Regions from separate parts of the Oryzias latipes genome. Here region 2 is linked to region 1. Evidence: chromatin contacts called from public Hi-C data. All regions are on one chromosome and are shown on one strand. Each heading gives the region's core, a stretch centred on a gene start, on an enhancer-like site or on the middle of the called end of the contact. The rest is flanking DNA. Distances are from core to core; before and after follow the strand shown. Region 1 holds the start of cryaa (alpha-crystallin A chain). Region 2 holds the start of LOC101174568 (muscarinic acetylcholine receptor M4).

Region 1 (2,867 bases), core at 136-2,635:
GGCAGGAAGCCAGCACTCACACCTCACTAACGACCACGGTGTGGCATAAGGGCCCCATGCTACAGCATCACCCTCACATCCTAGGGGTTACAAATACTCCACGATACACTCACAACACGCACGACAATGCCTGTTCCAGCCTCAGGAAAACTACAAGACACGGCTGAGCTCTCTTTAAGATGTAGCCACTCTTCTCTGTGACCCTCCAGGGACAACCCAAACACCTCCAGCACCCGTATGGGTCATGTGACTAAGGCTTCAACAATGTATGGCTAAGCATAGATGAATGGTTGCATTCATATTACCTGCTATTTTTATACCAACAATGGGGATAAGTGAATAATGGTGTAATATACGGAGGGCTAGAAGTGACAACAGAATGCAATAAACACATTGATGTCACATTAATGTTCAAGTTTGCTGACGAACATGTTGTGTGTAGGAAATGCATGTTTTATGGGTTGTATCTCTGTTTTTTTCCACTCTGTCAGGCCTCCTGAAAACAGCTTTTGGATGTGTGGGGGCTCAGAGCTCAGAGCTCAGGCTTTGTCCTTCCCATTGATAAAACCTCAAAGTGCTGACTCGGCCCAACCCCGCCCACTTTTACCACCTCCACGTCCGGTTGGTAGCGGCTCATCCTCGACAACTTGCCCCTAAAACATGCTGCCTGGCTCGGTTGCTTTTGGCCTGCGGCTGCACGGATCGCCTAAACCCCGACTAATCTGCGGGATTAGATTAGCGCATTTGATGCAAAGGTGGTGAACATGCAAAATACTCTCAACTCGACTTTTGAAATGACTTTTATTTTCCTGCAAATGAGATGGATTCTTCAAGTAGAACAGAGTAGCAAAGGGAGGAAAATGGTGCAAAACACCAAAGAATAAATGTGAACAGGTTTTTAGTCTGGTTTATGGAGGAGGTGCAGGTTTTTATCAAAAAATGACAGTTAGGGGATTAGCTGGACTAACAAGTTGTCCAGTTTTCCGGCCTGGTCTTTTTTTTTTTTTTTGCAAGCCTCAAAATGATCATCTGTTGGAACTGAATCTTTCCAGGCATTTCCATTATTCTAATGGAACATAATTAAAAAAACCATGTTAGAATTCATTTTTTCTATCGATTTCAGGTTCTTTGTTGTGAACTTGTCACGTCCTGACGGCGCCTTTAACCGTTTGAAAGGTCATCCTGTGTCCGTCCATGGCTTTCTGACCTCTTTGTCTCAGTCCGAGCCCCCTCTTCCCTCTCTATGCAGCAGGTTTGTTTTGGCAGCCACGGGTGTCTGGCGCGTGGGGGGTGGCACCGGGTCGCACCAGTCATCTCGGATTCTGCTGACCTGGTCCAACCCACCATGAGATAATGGCATTCCAGAGGGATCCCGGCTAAAGCCAGTCTTTTTTGGTGGTCAGGTATATAAAGAGGAGGCAGCTGCAGAGACCGGGACGAATTATCGCTGCCTCTTTGCCCAGAAAACAGAAAAGTGTAGGAAAACCCTGTCTTTGAACGATTTTCCGTCTTCACCTCCTGGACTCCAGGCCAAGTAGCTCCGTCGATTGACCAAACCGGGCACAGCCTTGTTTCTTCAGCCACTATGGATATTGCTATCCAGCACCCATGGTTCCGACGCACCCTGGGCTCCATGTACCCGGCTCGACTCTTTGACCAGTTTTTCGGGGAGGGGATGTTCGATCACGACCTCCTGCCCTTCACCTCCCCCACCATCAGTCCGTTCTACAGACAGTCGCTGTTTCGTAACTTCCTGGACTCCTCAAACTCCGGCATTTCCGAGGTACCCGACACCACTTCTTTAAAATGTTTTCAGCTCTTTTGTTTACAGCACGGGTTCGGTCAGGCACATGTGTCCAGCAAAGCGCATTGGCTTCGTCCATTTACAGCTGTTTGTCCCTCAGGTGAGGTCTGACAGGGACAAGTTCACGGTTCACCTGGATGTCAAGCACTTCTCCCCCGATGAGCTCAGCGTGAAGGTGATCGATGACTTTGTGGAGATCCAGGGCAAGCATGGAGAAAGACAGGTGACCTTCCCCTTCCCTTCCTTCTACTACAACCTGATTTAGGCTCTAGTGGTCAAGAACAGAGCAGAAAAACGCACAAATACTAGGAAAAAAGCATCCTAACAATCAAAACTTAAACAGGATTACTTTATAAAAATGTAACATGTAAAAAAAAAGGTTTTTTCATGGATTTTTAAAACCACGAAGCCATTTTTGTCCTATTACTAGTCAAAAATATGTCTTGGCTTGAGCCCTGTAAAAGAGGGTCTGTAACCCCAATGATTATTTTTCCTTTAGTTGTTTTTGTTGCCTTTAACACGTCAAACATAAACTTGCCTCAAAATTTAGGACCAGGAAGGAGTTAGAATTCTGAAAAACTTAACTTAACCTAACTCCACCCTTTCCACAGTTGCATCATGGGAGTCACCAGAAATTTGGACAAGAATTGAGTTTCTGAGGATAAACGTTGATGTGCAGTAAATGGTGCCACCTTCAGGAGGGTTGTTATCTTTAAAGCTGAAATCCCGAAAAAAACTGCTTTTCCTGTTTCCTTCAAAAGCCTCCTCTGGCTGTCGGAACGTCATTGTTCAGTGAAAATCCTTCTGAGCTAAAAACAAAATGTTTAATGTATCACCATCTCGACTGTGACCTTTTAAATTTTAAAAAAGCAAGATAAGACGGGGAAAAAGTGGTTAAAATCCAAATATGGAAAAATGGTTGACGACTCAAACATTTACTAGAATGTTGGTTTCCATAGAAAAAAGCTCCAACAAAAGCTTCAAAAGGCATAAAACGGCTGATGAAACCTAAACAGCAGGGATGTGTCAGGGCACAAAAGGCGGCAAATGTGTTAGACCTTAT
Region 2 (2,700 bases), core at 165-2,664, 150 kb before region 1:
TTTCTCCATGTCCCAATCAGCAGATTCACGTTGATTGCGTAAAAGATCAAAGACTTCCAATAGGTCAAAGAGCGTGTCTTACAAATGCTACCTTCACGGAAACGCGCGTTCAGGCGACCTCTTCCAATGAAAGGTCTACATAAACTCGCGTGTCAGTGCTTTTTGGACTCCTGCGTTCAAACTGTCGCGTTCACATGTCCTTATGCAAGATTTATGTCAGTTTTTCATTCGAACAAATGTGAGACCATCGAATCCGCCTCGAAAGTTAACTTTGACCAACCATTTGTCGCAAAAGAGCTGTGAAAGAAAACGCCTGGAGCTGAAGATTTGTGAGATTTGCACCGCTTGAACGTTTCGCCTCTTGTAAACGTTGAGTACATGCGCAAGTACACTCAAAAAAATAAGTCATTGGATGAACTCAATTTAATTGTGGGCAGGATTTCCATCCAATAAATATGAGTAGCCCCACCTCAAAGAAAATTCTTCCATGTAATCAAAATGTAATTGGGTTAGTCGAACTCAATTTTATCAAGAAAGGCAAAAAGAAGTCATCTGCTGACTGATCCGCAGAGGTAACAAATTTGTGGCCATTTACAGGTGCCAGTATCCCTTGTGCTATCTTAGATGACCCCCCCTTCCATTGACGTGTTCTCCCTACCATGACAAAGGTGGATAAAGGTGGAAAGATTTCATGTAATTCATGGACACCAGTGAAGATCACAAATCATTGAAGAAAAAAGGTTCAGAGCACTGTCTAGTGGGTCATACATCATTTTTTCTATAAAAGGTTCGTCGTGTATCGTCTTATTGGGAAAAGCTGAGTTGAAACGATTTCAAGCCACAGTACGTTTTTTACGAAAGTTTTCTCTCTTCGAAAAGTCGAAGGATTTGAAGGACCAAAAGTCATAGCAGCCATTAGACGAAAGAGTTAAACATTTTAATAGTTGAATGGTTAAAATAGGTGAAAAATTGTAGCTGTAAAACGGCAGAAGATACTATAAAAAGAATAAATAAAGAGAAACAGGAAAACAGCACTCAACATGCGCACAGCATGCTCCTTTACTTGAACTCAATTATTTTGGATTACTGGAGTTTAGCGGTGAAACTATTAATACAATTTATGTTAGGTCAATTAAATGTAGATAAATTATTATAAAAATCAATATATTTAAATAAAACAAACAGAATTTAATTGTGTTACATGAAAGAGGAGCTTGAATCATTTTTTTAGTGTATCGGGTTGCGACACTAAAGACAGATGCAAAAAACGTGTCCAAGAATGGTCTTGAACAAACAAACACGTAGCATTAGCCGTCATGGGTGACGTCTCAGGGGTTAAAGGGTTAACAGGCTGTTGCAGTGTACTCTCAATAGTTTGTTTTCTATCTTTTTTGGGGTGTTTTTTTTTTTTTAGGATTTTCTGTTTTTTGTGTGCGATTTTGTTTCTCGAGTTTCGAGTACCACATGGGTTTTCGGCTACTTTAAAGCTTCTGATCTACCTTCAAGTTAAGTTCTGCCAATTCTTAAAAACATCCTGAACTAAATTATTTATTGTAAACCCAAAGGGACTCCAAAAAAGGCGGAGCTAATTGAGCTGATGGTTGCTGGTTCAACTGCAGTTAGTTTAGACTTTAGAGTCAGAGAAGGATTCAATCAAAAAGTTTTTTTAAGAGAGGTGAACGCGGAACACCTGCTGTTGAGAAAATTGTTGGACTTGAGACGTCATCACTTTCCCTCCGTTTCTCCCTCTTTTTGTCTCCCTCTCTTTCTCTCTCTCTCCTTCCTTCCCGCCGCTCGCGTGCCGTGGAGCGCGCGCCACTCGCAGGCTGAAGCTGCCGCTCAGGTTCGCGGTACCGATGAGCCGAACGGTGCCGCCGCCGCCACCGCGGCACTAGAGACCCGAAGCATCCCCGAGGACGAGGGCGCGCGCGCGCGCGCAGAAACTTGGGTTGCTGGTTCTCCTGCCATGAACCATGAGTGACGGCAGCAGCGGAGCGGGGGGCGTCCAGCCCCTCTGGAACCTGAGCGGTGAGTCAACGGCTGACACAGGCTCCGCGACCGGGGAATCGAACCTTTTCCCCCGCTGACCCAGGGGGGAGACGCAGCCCCCGTTGATCACAGGTGGGGGGTCAGAGTGGACCCCAGGGGGGAGAGAAAGTCTCTGACTGAATTGCTGTCTGATTTGAGGGCTGGAAAACTTTACATGCGTGGTCAATAGTGTTTTTGTGACATGTGTGTGTAATTGTGTGTGTTTGTGTGTCTGTGTGTGTGTTTGTGTGGGTGGGGTTGGCTGATTTAAGCTTCCTAAAGGCAAATCTAAAATACAAAGGATCAAAAATATTTTTTAAAAACAGTCAGACTGAAGTTTATTCCCTAAAATCCTCCAACTTTTTAATGGATTTTTTTTTCGTATTCATCTTCATTTGTCAAAATCCTACAAAGAAACCAAAGTGTTTGTGTGAATCTGGACATCCTCTGTGAATTTGGTGCATCTCGATCCTCTGATCTGCTCCACACGCCTCTATACGGGTTGAAAAAAAACAACCCACAACACTTTAAATGAAACGACAACGTTTCCACGCCGCCTTTTAGCAGAAAAAAGGGATCCACAAACGAGGAAAGTGGCGTCTCGGCTGGAGAAGACGCCAAAGCGCCGATAGAAACGTCTACAGAAGGGTTGAGCTGGACGATGGTGCAGGT

The links. Hi-C and Micro-C count contacts between places; a contact is called where the count stands out from the background.
Region 2: a contact with region 1 is called in a Hi-C map of embryo, with 3 times the contacts expected there. The contact joins the promoter of LOC101174568 here to the promoter of cryaa in region 1. A contact is called at or near these places in 4 of 5 Hi-C or Micro-C datasets (embryo and gastrula embryo).

Annotation. Positions count from the first base shown.
Region 1 is chr2:975,726-978,592 of ASM223467v1, reverse strand. It overlaps cryaa (alpha-crystallin A chain), which reads left to right and starts at 1,385. Exons shown (of 3, transcript XM_004086021.4): 1 at 1,385-1,783; 2 at 1,905-2,027. The coding sequence starts at 1,586.
Region 2 is chr2:1,126,547-1,129,246 of ASM223467v1, reverse strand. LOC101174568 (muscarinic acetylcholine receptor M4) reads left to right here and starts at 1,414. Exons shown (of 8, transcript XM_023961607.1): 1 at 1,414-2,028. The coding sequence starts at 1,974.